Regions from separate parts of the Triticum aestivum genome. Here region 2 is linked to region 1. The links are chromatin contacts, called in public Hi-C maps. All regions are on one chromosome and are shown on one strand. Each heading gives the region's core, a stretch centred on a gene start, on an enhancer-like site or on the middle of the called end of the contact. The rest is flanking DNA. Distances are from core to core; before and after follow the strand shown. Region 1 holds the start of LOC123096043 (CBS domain-containing protein CBSX3, mitochondrial). Region 2 holds the start of LOC123096045 (E3 ubiquitin-protein ligase HOS1).

What was found. A called contact is a pair of places that touch in the nucleus more often than the background predicts.
Region 2: a Hi-C map of leaf shows a contact between it and region 1, with 5 times the contacts expected there. The contact joins the promoter of LOC123096045 here to the promoter of LOC123096043 in region 1. A contact is called at or near these places in 3 of 5 Hi-C or Micro-C datasets (all in leaf) and 1 of 1 datasets of contacts at active chromatin or transcription factors (leaf).

The regions. Positions count from the first base shown.
Region 1 is chr4D:41,794,528-41,801,044 of IWGSC CS RefSeq v2.1, reverse strand. LOC123096043 (CBS domain-containing protein CBSX3, mitochondrial) reads left to right here and starts at 2,405. Exons shown (of 6, transcript XM_044517626.1): 1 at 2,405-2,652; 2 at 4,476-4,739; 3 at 4,827-4,908; 4 at 6,003-6,076; 5 at 6,211-6,271; 6 at 6,356-6,517. The coding sequence starts at 4,482. The coding sequence ends at 6,498.
Region 2 is chr4D:42,302,400-42,308,916 of IWGSC CS RefSeq v2.1, reverse strand. LOC123096045 (E3 ubiquitin-protein ligase HOS1) reads left to right here and starts at 4,237. Exons shown (of 10, transcript XM_044517628.1): 1 at 4,237-4,577; 2 at 5,337-5,727; 3 at 5,838-5,972; 4 at 6,115-6,284. The coding sequence starts at 4,518.

The DNA.
Region 1 (6,517 bases), core at 1,156-3,655:
GGGAGAAGTGCTTAGCTTTGGGTTCAATCTTGCTGTGTCCTTTCCCAGTGACAGTAGGGGCAACAAGGCACATATTGTATTGTTGCCATCAAGGATAACAAGATGGGGTTTATATCATTGCATGAGTTTATCCCTCTACATCATGTCATCTTACTTAAAGCGTTACTCTGTTCTTATGAACTTAATACCCTAGATGCATGCTGGATAGCGGTCGATGTGTGGAGTAATAGTAGTAGATGCAGGCAGGAGTCGGTCTACTTGTCCCGGACGTGATGCCTATATACATGATCATACCTAGATATTCTCATAACTATGCTCAATTCTGTCAATTGCTCAACAGTAATTTGTTCACCACCGTAATATTTATGCTCATGAGAGAAGCCACTAGTGAGACCTATGACCCCCGGGTCTATTTTCCATCATATTAATCTCACGTCAACAAGTTATTCCTAGCGTCGTTTTTATTTTACTTTCTTTACTTTGCATCTTTATCGTAAAAATACCAAAAAAATTATCTTATCATATCTATCAGATCTCACTCTCGTAAGTGACCGTGTAGGGATTGACAACCCCTTATCGCGTTGGTTGTGAGGATTAATTTGTTTGTGTAGGTGCGAGGGACTCGTGCGTGGTCTCCTACTGGATTGATACCTTGGTTCTCAAAAACTGAGGGAAATACTTACGCTACTTTGCTGCATCACCCTTTCCTCTTCAAGAGAAAACCAACGCAGTGCTCAAGAGGTAGCAATCATCCATACATAACATGCAAATAAGTCTAGTACAACAATAATTCAAATTCAATGAGAAATAGTTCAAATTCAACGAGATAAACCAGATGTTCAACAAGTTTTTCATGGATGAATCATGTTGTCCCACATGGCTACGGACGGATCCTGGGTGGACGGTGCCGTAGTGGTGACCAAAGAGGTACATCAGCGGCATCGAAGGAGAAGTGGAAGAGAATGGAACTGAGAGGGGGATTTGAGTGGGCCGGGGTGTCGGAGTCCTACGTGGCGACGGTCTAGACTTTCGTAAAGCCCCCCTCTCAGTTTGCTTCCAATTTGAGGGAAAAAGCGTGTCCGGACGGGTTGGTAGACCGATACAGGTCCATCTTGGATGACAAAACACTTTCTGAACGCTTGGTCTGGACTGATGCTGGCGCTTTGAGGGTCGGTGTGCAGACGCCCTTAGAGCATCTCTAGCAGATGTGCTAAATCCCCTCCCCGCAAAATCGATTTATGGTTCGCCCTAAATCGATTTTGTGGGCAGTTTATCTCCGACGCAGAACAGATGCCGGATATGATACCGTAAATTTCAAAACTTCAACTAAAACAAGTTACCGCTAAAATAGAAAGTCCGAACCTCACCGGAGTTCATCACAAACAAACTAAACTAAACTTTAAAACTAGAAACGACGGAGGGCCGTCGGCGGCTCACGGCTTCACGCCGAGGTAGAACTCGCAGTCGGGGCGGTAGAGGCTGTAGGCGAGCTCGTACTCTGCGTCCGCCTCGAAGCGTGCGGCTGCGCCCTCTTCGCCGGCCTCCAACACCTTCTTCGACTCGAAGCGCGCGACCTCCGCCTCACGGAGCTTCTTCGTCGATGACTAGAGCGCCTCGTGGATCTCGTCGAAGCGATGCCACGCGTGGTTCCCGCCGTTGCGCGCATGCGCCGAGCGCCATGGCTCGACGGCAGGACGGTTGGAGGGGGGAGGGGGGCGACTGGATGAGCTTGCGACAACTAAGAATAGACGGTGGCAAACGGGAAGAGGATTGTGGCAGAGGGGGGTGGAATCGATCTGAGACGGGAACCCTAAAACAACGCCCCCCCCCCCCCCCGGTACACGGCGGAGGGGGCGGTATGCTGGCCGCCCGTATAATTTTTACGAGCCAATGCAAATATACAACATCTATTTCGGCCCGGAAACGCTAAAGAACCCACAAATTTATGGACCGACAGCGGGATAGCACATATGCTAGAGATGCTCTTATACTATCTCCGTCTTGATTTATTAGTCACCTCGTATTCAGAATTACATTTTGATTACGATTTTAACTAATAAAATATAAGCTATACATAACAAAAACAATATTATAGGAAACTATATTCAAGTACGAATCCAATGAAAATGATATGCATTAACATTTTATTATTTAAATCTATAATCAACATTTGACACAAAATACAAAAGGGATCAATAAACCGGGAGTTAGTGCTACTTGGCTAACAAATTAAGCGATAGTCTTTTTGCCACCGAAATAAAGTGAGATTGTTGGCAAAAGAAACGGAGAAACGGAGAAGTGCATACGAGTCCGTGTGCATCCTGTCATTTCTGGCACGCCCCAGTTGCGTGATTGTTTACAAGAAACTGAGCAGAGTAGAGTACCAGCTGGAGAACCGAAAGTCCAAAACAAAAGGTTAAACAAAAGAGAATGGAACCAAAAGTGCAGGGCAAACAGGGCCGTGTGGATAAGACCGAGTGCCCTCACATGCCTCCACCACCTCACCGCGAGAGCAGCGGAGTGTCGCTTTAATTAGCGCTCGTCACCCCCCACCATTGCCTCCCAGCATCACAAGTGTCCCTCCCCCATCTTCTTCCTCCCCGCAACTCGCTGCTCCTCCCAGAACCGAAGCTCAGTCCCGCGGCCACGCAGGTAAAGCGGCCTCTCCTCCTCCCCCTTCCTCCGGTCCAACCAAATCCATGCGATGGGTCGATCCGTAGTACTAGCTGCCTAGTTCATGACCGATCTGTGGAGGTATTAGTTCTGAAAGAAATGCGTCTACAGTGCGTGCTGTCATCTTGAAGCGAGCAGAAGGGTCAGATGAGTGTGCTCCCGGCGTTGTTCCTCTAGGTTTCTCCACGATCTGTTGTTTTTCATCTCATTCTGCTACCCGGCTACTGTTCACCTTAGATTTAGCAGAGGAAAGAGACGCTGAAAGGAGGCGGAAAGCCGTGACCGGAAAGTACGTTTCATTCTTTCTGTGATTTCTTCTGTTGCGCTTGATCTGTTTCCTTTCCTGGTTTCCTTAGTTTTGTCTGTCCAGATTAGCGAGTGTTTCATTTCATAATCAGTTCGTGGTTGCACAAGTAGAAGAAATACAAGTTATTTGGTTCTAGGATTCCTTCAAGGCATGCGTGTCCCTCTTGTTTTGTGGTGCGTGATCCGGTTGTTCGTTCGGTTCTTGAGCCGGGAGCGAGTCCATAGCGCCGAATCGAGCACCTTGGGAGTGCATATAGCTCAGTGTTCCGGGTGAAAGGCGTCAGTTGGATTCCCTCTTCGTTGGTGATTCCTTATTTCTTTGATTGTGACATGAATAAATGCTCCTAGTTTGCTAAACTCTGAAACGTCCTGCCAGAGACATATAAAGATGTTGCGTTAACACATCACATCAAGTAGGGTGGGTGGACATATTGATAGTGGGTTCTCTAAAGTATATATAAGTCCAAATGAAATTGATTAGTGGGCAGGACATGCTACGTGGCTATGCTGACGTGCCGGGTTCAGTTCTAACAGATGATTCAACAAAAGAAAAATTGAGGACTAATTCGACCGATTTTTCTGTGCATAAATCACTTTTCTCCGGTATTAGTGGCTAGTGTACAAAATGATAGATAAGCTCGGCATCCTTTTCACGGCATAAGCACACTAGGAAGTAGGAACTAGCTCTAATTTGATGTGGTGCTTCCTGTAGGATGGAGATAGGTTTGTTTGTTTATGTTGAATGGTGAGCACAGCTACATTATTGAGCAAATGCTTCCACTTATCCACTCTTTCACATTTTTTTATTCTCTGTTATAGTCAACTGCCATCGTATGGTTATGAACTAGTCTCTTTGCTTTGTCTGACAGCATCCTTAGTTTTAGCCAATCCCACATATTGAAGTCATGTAATTGTTCACCTTCCTCCTGTGCTGTAATTTTCTTACCATGTACTCCCTCCGTTCCATAATATAAGAGCGTTTTTGACATTAACACTCTTATATTATGGGACGGAGGGAGTACTTTGGTTCTGGCCCCGGTTCCGAGAAGGCAAATTACCTAATCCAAAAAACTTGTGAACTTGGGAAAAACTTGCTTTTAGCCTTGGTTCATTTTAGTGCAAACTTCCGCAGTTGAGTTACATGTCATTACTAAAGTCCCATCTTTTTCCTCATATGTACTTCACCTCCTTTTCACATTCTATTCAGTTTAGTGTTTCCCAACATCGTGTGCTGCGTGTCTAATAGCTCATCTTCTTGAAAGAATCAGTTTATGATATTATTTACTAGTCATTTTTGGGATTGAATTTTTCGGTCGTATAGAGATACTGTTTGGTCTATATTATTCAATTTTTTCACTGTACTTTGAAAAACTGTCTATAACATCTTCATTCTAACTAGGAAAGTACTACTCTTTCTAATATCGAAGAAGTCACAAGTCAATTGTCCCCTTGGTTAGAAATGAAGTAATTGTTTCTTTATGTATGATTTGACACAGAACAAAATGCAGCGAGCAATTCAAGCTATCGGATCACATGGCAGTGTGCTCAAATCTGCTGTCCTGCAACACATCAGTGTTGTGAAGCCTGCTATGCTGCCTGCTGTGTTCCCGCGCTTCATGTCAGTATCACCTGCTCAAATAGAGGAGAGTGGATTTGAGAGCAGCACCGTTGCAGATATTTTGAAGTCCAAAGGGAAGAGTGCTGATGGATCATGGCTCTGGTGCACCACTGATGACAGTGTCTATGATGCTGTCAAATCGGTATGATTTCCCTTCTAGCCCAGTGGTCATATTACTCCATAAGTAGAAAATATTTATGATTTTGAGTGACAAAAAGAGATTCAACAGATGACACAGCACAATGTGGGAGCTTTGGTGGTTGTTAAACCTGGGGAAGATAAATCAATTGCGGGCATCGTCACAGAGAGAGGTAAATCAGTCTATAAACACTCTGTGATGGAAACAGACCAAATCACGTGCTAAAAGAGGAAACGTTAGAAAGTTATTTACATTTTCTTGGTTTATGCCCTTGCCTTCTTTATTCTACATTATTATAAAGAAAAAAAAGAATAATATGAAGGGTTGTGAGTAAAAGCTGTATGGTGAAGGTGGAAATGCTTTATAAAAGATGACAACCCTTGTTTCTTACATGCATTATAATTACTGTCAGTCAAGAGTCTTAGGACTGGTTAATAAATCTTAACGCATCATGCATCAAGAACCTGCAGATAGTGTGCCACAAGCCTGTATGGCCCTATCAAGTGGAACATATACATGAAAGAACATTTGATGATCCCATTCTCATGTTGAAATTGCAGCCACCAAGTTACCATGAGTTCCCAACAAAAAGAATGGCATTAAGTATTTTATTAGGGAGAGTTCAGGTATAAAAAGGACCATGTATATGCTTTGAAGTTTGAACCATGTATTATTGTGCCATTAAATAGTTGAACTCTGATCCCGGACCTACAGCTACCATAAACGCTTTGGACCATTGTGCCCATAAATGGTTGAACTCTGATCCTGAACCTCCAGCTAGCATAAAAAATCCACATAAATTTCTTTGAAGTCAGATGAACCCTTAACGGTTGCCAACTACGGACCCGCCACTCAAACCCTCACAGTCGCAAAGATCTTGTTCATTCACCTATGATCTCATCGAGTCATTGACCCCTTCGCCTATAATCTCCATAGTACTCCCTCCATTCACTATTGTAAGATGTTTTGAATATTTCAATATGGACTACATACGGACTGAAATGAGTGAACAAACACACTAGAACATGTTTATATGCATCCGATTGGGAAAAAGTTGAAACATCTTATAATAGTGAGCGGAGGGAGTATCAGCCAGCATCAATGCCAACTCTGACTGCCACTCTGGCAAAATAGGAGTATATGAAGATGTGCCTGAAAATAAAACCAATACTACATAGTGATCAAAAGAACAGGACAGCAAACCTGACGAGCTTTGTAAACCAAGATTTACCTATGTAACAAACATTATGTTACTTGCCTTTTCAGATTATCTCCGGAAAATCATAGTGCAGGGTCGATCCTCCAAGTCAACCAAAGTTGGAGATATCATGACCGAAGAGGTACCGCTCATACCATGTTCTCATTTTTTTAGGGGATGTTTTGATTTTTTGTCGAACAAAAATTCTGTCATAAGCATGTGAACGACAATTATGTGAACACGCCGAGCTTCACTGACAAAGCATCATTTTGACAGAACAAGCTGATCACGGTGAAACCTGAAACCAGAGTCCTGAAAGCAATGCAGCTGATGACAGGTAACATAACCCCGCCTGATCGATTGTCATTGGACACCAGATGGTCTGTAAAGCACTGAACCCTAACCATGGCACGGCGTGCAGACAAGCGTATCAGGCACATCCCGGTGATAAGCGGCACCGAGATGATGGGGATGGTCTCCATCGGCGACGTGGTGCGCGCGGTGGTCAGCGAGCACAAGGAGGAGCTGAACCGGCTCAACGCCTACATCCAGGGTGGGTACTAGGACCCCGCCGTTTTGCAGG
Region 2 (6,517 bases), core at 2,988-5,487, 510 kb before region 1:
CAAATACCCAAGAGCTACTACGTATGTCAGCAAGGTAAATGTCTATAACATATGCAACAAGTGTGCCTTTGCCTGAAGAAGCATTTCCGGCCTTCTTGCCATGCTCTACAAGCCACTTGCTACAGTTCCTCTTCCAGTGTCCGGTCTCCTTGCAATGATAGCAAATGGTCTTCGAGTCCGGTCCAGACTTCAGCACAATGGTGGAGTTTACCGTCTCCGTACCCTTTGCCTTAGCCTTTTTCTTGGACCAACCCTTCTTGAACTTAGCCGATTTCTGCACCATCAACACTTGGTGCGTGCCTTTCTTAATATCCTGCCCTGCCACTTTGAGCATCCCATGCAATTCAGTGAGCTTCTTATCCAAGCCATGCATATGATAGTTCGAGATGAACGTCCCATAGCTGGGCGGAAGAGAACCCAGAACCGCATCAGTAGCCAGCTCATCCAATAGCGGGAAGTCCAACCGATCCAAAGCTTGCACGTATCCGATCATCTTGATCACATGTGGGCTTAGTGGATCACCTTCCTCCAGCTTGCCATCCATCAAGGATCGCCAGACGTTGAACCTTTCGGTCCTAGCCTGTGTCTGAAACATGCTCTTGAGACTCTCGATCATATTGTAAGCCTCAAAATTTTTGAAATGCTGTTGCAAATCGGGCTCCATACAAGCCAGCATCAGACAAATGATCTCCGTTGATTCATCAACGAGTTTCTAGTAGGCATTCTTAGTTGTGGCATTAGCATTTTCGGCAGGTTCCTCTAGAAGTGGATCCTCTAGAACATGTTCCTTTTTATTGTGCTTGAGAATAATTCTCAGATTTCTATACCAGGTGGTAAAGTTCGTTCCATTCAGTTTATCCTTCTCCAGAATTGATTTCAATGCAAAGTTGGGTTGAGCAGGTGGTGCCATTGATCTACAACAGAAAATATGCAATCACTAAGCAATGTGTTTATGTAGAGTAATTCAAGCCTAAACAGAAATACTCCCACTGAAGTTAGCATCCCTCCGCAAACTCTCCGTGATTCAGGATCCGACTAGCACATGCGACTAGTGAGCTTTAGCATCACTGCTAGACAACATGCCTATCCGGTAAGAAACTCCTTGCTAATCGTATCTCTATATGACTCCTGTCGATCGGTAAGGTATCTCATACCCCGGCTCCCAACCTTCTTTGCCACAAGGCTCAAAACCGTTTTGATAGCCTTGTCAAGTTAACCTGAATGCAGTGCATGGCCGTGTCCGACACGAACCCTTCAGTTCAAGGACACCTAGTAGCACCCCAATTATATGAGCCCACTACTAGACGTACTTGACGTGCGAAGGTGCAACATCGGGGATGGAAATTCGCTTGATATTTATGAGGGATCTTTCCACCATTTTAACATGCATAGAAACAAAGAAGCATAACAATCACAAATAAACACATATTGTGAAATGGTATGGCTCCTTCATGGATGTTCTTCCAGGTCGGCTCCGACTCCGATGACCATCTAGGAACTCCATCTTGTTTGTCACGCCAGGACGCCAAGCCACCAACCCGATCTCTATTATCCAACTACTAGAACTAGTAATGAATTTTACATAGAGAATCACAAGTCGACACGCAGGTCGTTATACATTATAATGACAACACTTTGGCTCCTGCCGGCTGACAAACATGACACGCAGGCCATGTATAAATTACACACATGCATCACATACACATGAGCCATACTATTCACATCAAACCTGCAAAACAAAGTTACGCATAGAATCGCATTCTACCGGTTTGAGTGATCGTGTACGAAATACAAGGCGCTACGCACACGGCAGTCCCGCTAGTCGGTTAGCGGGCAGGGTTCGAAGGGGCAGCGCCCGATGTTTTCGGAAATCACAGATCATATCTGAACTCCGATCACGCCGAATTTTCCGATCTGGCCGATCTTATCGATCATCGCGAATCCTATTCGAATTTACGTTTCACTATTAACCCCGATGGCGGATACCGACCGGTAGGGTAGGTTGTGTCACGACCTCATCGATTCTGATCATCAGAAAACATAGCCACGTCGATCCCCATGTGCAGTTGATCTCATCAATCGTGCACATAGCCGATCTGATAAATGACGACAGATCTCATCTGCGCCTCCACATATCTAATATGCTTACGATCTGAATCTCAATTCTATAGCAGATGCTCTGATACCACTGTTGGTTTCTACGGTAGGGTGCGTCGACTGCAAATTAAAATTTTCCTACGCGCAGAACAACCAGGAACATGCTACGGGAATGGATCACAGATCGTTACCACTAGACGCGCAGTGTCGTGCAGCGGAAGAAGATTTGGGGCAGCGCGTCCGCGTGGATCGTCTCCTCCTCGTCCGATCTCCCTCGAACAACCGGTCGTCCGATCCCACGTACAAGTTCGCCGGAGCGGCGCAGGTGCACCGCCTCTAACGGTATCCGTGCGTGCAGGAGGAACACCGTGCGATGGACTGCTAGGTCCGATCACACAGTCGGCGGCGAGTGGAGGTGGCTATTCGCAACACATGCAAACCCTAGTGACAATGGCGAAACGATCCACCAAATGAGTGTGCCGCACCTCCACTTTATATAGGCGTCCGTCGCGGGCTCAACACTTGGGCCTCGCACGGACCCTAAAGCCCAAAATCTGTTCGGCCGGGATCCGAGTCCGAGTAGGATCACATCTGACATGTGGAGTCTGATCCGGCCTCACAGGTTCGTTCCCTTAAGCGCGCGACCCCTTAGGTTCAAGTCGTCTTGGTCGCAGGTTAGATCACCTCTGACCTGCTCGGCTGGTAGCGGCCTCTAGCAAGGCGTGCCAACCATCAAGTAGACAATGAAGCTGGTTAGGCGAACCTGTACATCACACTTCTATTCCTTTTTCCACACGATATATGTTGTCGGGCTCAAGGCGAGTCTGTCATCCTTGTGCTAGCCCGACCTCTTTCTCGTTCCAGTGATGCCGACCACAAACATGATTATCTCATAATCCTTATCGCATGGCCATGCTTATCCTGATCGGATCACACGAGGGGCCCATAGTATATCTCTCATGATCGGAGGGGTAAATCCCATCTTGCTCGACCATGTCTCGCAGCATGGGTTTGGACAAGCCCGAAACCTACCTTTGTAACTATCCAATCACGGAGTAGCGTTTGGTCGGCCCAAAACAGGTCTGTCACCACCCCGAGTACATGTGCCAGCTCAGGTCTTAGGACATAGAACGTATGTTGTACTAGAGACTCACAGATGACATATCGCTGCGTCTCATAGTTGGGTCTGTCCGACTCAGACCTTATCTCGACTCGGATCCGACTACGTCGAATCCGACCAGATCCTTCCAAGTCCATATTATCCGGTTAGTATCCAATGCTCCATGGCTAGTGATACCAAGCCATCGACCATGTCACATGCTAGTCTAGTCGGCTGCGCGTCCACACAGCCCTTTCGACTAGGGACCTTTTAGGACAGTCATCATACATCCATAGTCCCACAAACAAGTCACGTACTTGCTGATACACATCATTGATAATGTCCAAGGACTATCTTTATTCATAAACACATAGGAAATATCATCATACATGATTGCCTCTAGGGCATATCTCCAACAGTCACCCTTTCACCCGCGCGAACATTACCAATAATGGTTTTTGAAAGCGCTTTGAGTCGCCCATCCAAAAAGATGGGAAGTCTTGATCGGCGAACGTACTTGGGCCGGGATGATCCCCTAGAAGTGCAGGCTGTCGAATCACTATATATTCACCATGGCGTCGATGCAAGATTTCACCCCCACAAAAGAATCAAACCAACAAAAAAAGCTTCACACGGCAACATAAGCTCATCAGATCCGAATAATCGGATCAGCGAGGACAAAAAACTCTCAAACCTCATGACACCGCCAAAAGAACGAGAGGAAATTTCTTCTCGCAAAACTATGATGGTCACTAGACGTTGACGAAGAACATAAAGATCTTGAAGATCCGAGGTCCCCTCACCTCTCATAACCAAGATGGCAGCCGGAGACGAGGAGACCTAAATTTCTTAGATGGTGATGACGACAGCGGCAAGGGTACACCTTAACTAGTGATTTCGGCAGTTCTCGGAAAAAGAAAGAAACGCCGGCCGGTCTATAATTGGGCCAGCTAGGCCGCTTCCTTGGGCCGGCCAGCTCCGTCAAAAAGAAAAACAGCAAGCAGGCCAGGGCGACGAGGGCATCCTGCGGGCCTGACCGGGCTGGAGCGCAGGAGCCGATCCAGTTGCTCGCGAAATGCCTGTTCGTCTGGTCGAGACCGCGAGACGGCGACTCCGTGCCCTAGGTCGCCTTTGACAGATTGCTTAGCTCCGCCACTGCTGCCAGCCGCCTCCCCCCGGACCGGCCGCACTGCCGCCGCGCCTCCCCCTTCCCGGCTCCTCCATCTCCCTCGCCGGGCGCCACTCTCTCCCCCGCGAGCCGCGCCGCCCGGAGCCACGGTTGATGCGGTAGCAAGCCGTGGGTGCTGGAGAGGGTTCGCGGATGGAGGCGCTCCCTTCGTCGCCGAGGCACCCTCCCAAGTACGGCAGCGCCGCCGTCCAGGTCCGTGCTTCTGTAGCAACGCCCCCTCGCTAGTGGAATTTGGTTACCTACAGCTTCGAGCCAGCCGTTAGCACCCGTATCTGAATCCCGCCCCATGGTAGAATAGCTACCGTCTGCAGATGTCGGTTTCGGTTCGACTCACCTGCCAGGGCGCTGGGTTGGTCAAGAGTAAAAGGTTGTGGTCACCACTCTTGCATGTTGTCATCGTCCTTAGTTGGTAAATGTAGTTACCAGTTAGTAGTACAAGAGGGTAACACTTGAAATGGGCCGATTCGGTACGGAGTCAGCTGTAAACACATGAATATATTGCTAGCATTGCAGAGCACATCCCTTGTAGCAATCACATGGTGGTTATGCAACGCAGTAGCTACACCACCTGCTAAGCTCAGTTTCTTCGCGACTAGTTGTTACAAAGGAATTGGCTTGTCTGAGTCGCTGTGAGTATCTTTCAGTTGTAGGGATAGTTTTTGATTTGTTCTGAATAAACTATTGCACATGATCCATTCGCATGTCAAGCTGCTTAACTGTTTGGCTGCACATGTGACTTCAACATTTTTTTGTTTCTTATATTTCTCATAATGCTCATTTAGTAAATCTGTATGGTGTAAATTAATTAAGTGAATACAAATACCAAGTTCTACTGATTTATATGTTTGTCTTTTGAACGAGCACGGTATATAGGGTTTAGGAAATAAAAGCATATTTCTATGTGGTAAAGTGTTGTGGCTAGTTACTGAAAAATGAAGTTTATGTTGGCAGAATGCTTTGGAGCAGTTGGCGTCCATTGATCTCATTGAGCTGAGCAAGGAGGCTAGAATTGAGCACTGCCGTGCAACTAGGGACTTGAGTAGCTGCGGCCGCTATGTGCAGCATGTGCTTAACTCATGTGGGCATGCATCGTTATGTGCCGAGTGTAGCCAGAGATGTGATGTCTGCCCAATTTGCAGAAGTCCAATACCTGATAATGGAAAAAGAGTGCGGCTCCGCCTTTACCACAAGTGCTTGGAGGTCGGCCTTATCTCTAAGCAGCATGATGAAAGGTTTCAGGAAAAGGAAGGCCATGGTGATCCTGTTAACATGGACGTCCAGCGGCTGCATTCCTTGTTTGATGTTGCGCTTCAGAATAATCTAGTTTCCCTGATTTGCCACTGTATCCTCTTTAGAAGGCTACTTTCGCTTTAGGCTGATAGACACAGTTTCATCTTAATTGTTTACATAGTGTCTTCTCTTTTCCTTCTGTTACCTTGACATTTAGACCAGATATAACAGATGTTTGTTTGGATGAGAATGCTGTGTCAAGTGATCCACTTCTGGCTTTTCTTTTGGACGAGGTGGTCATCAAGGACTGGTGCAAGAGGGCTGTTAAGGCACTCATATCAGAGATATGCACGATTTGTATCCACCAATGTTTAACCAGTTCCAGTTACAGAATTTATATATTTTTGACTAGCCTTTCATCTCTTCGTGCAAGCACAGCCATGCATGTTGAGGGAGAGGCAAGATTATATTGTTAAATAACACCTTAACCACATCTTAGATAGATCTGGATTAGAGACGATGAAGTCTAAGTTATCCCAGATGCAAAAGTTTGCAGTGCAGCTGTCAGGGATATCCACTGTTGTTGAAGCTATGATCGCATCTTTCAGAGAGGCAGCTCATGTAAATGACCTGCATCATCTCATCGAGAACACAATGAAGGCAAAGCAGGTCTTATTTCTTAAATCCATGGCTATTAGGGCTTTTATGTCACTGTCAACAATCTAAATATTAAGTTCTGCTATGCATGGTAGTTGGGTTTTGCTATGAGTTGATTATGCTGGGAGGTGTAGATTCATTCAACAGCTTACTTTCTATTCATGGGTTGCGTGAATCGATTTGGATACATAGCTCAAGTAAGACTGGAATATGGACAACTACAACTACATTTATCCATCTTTATC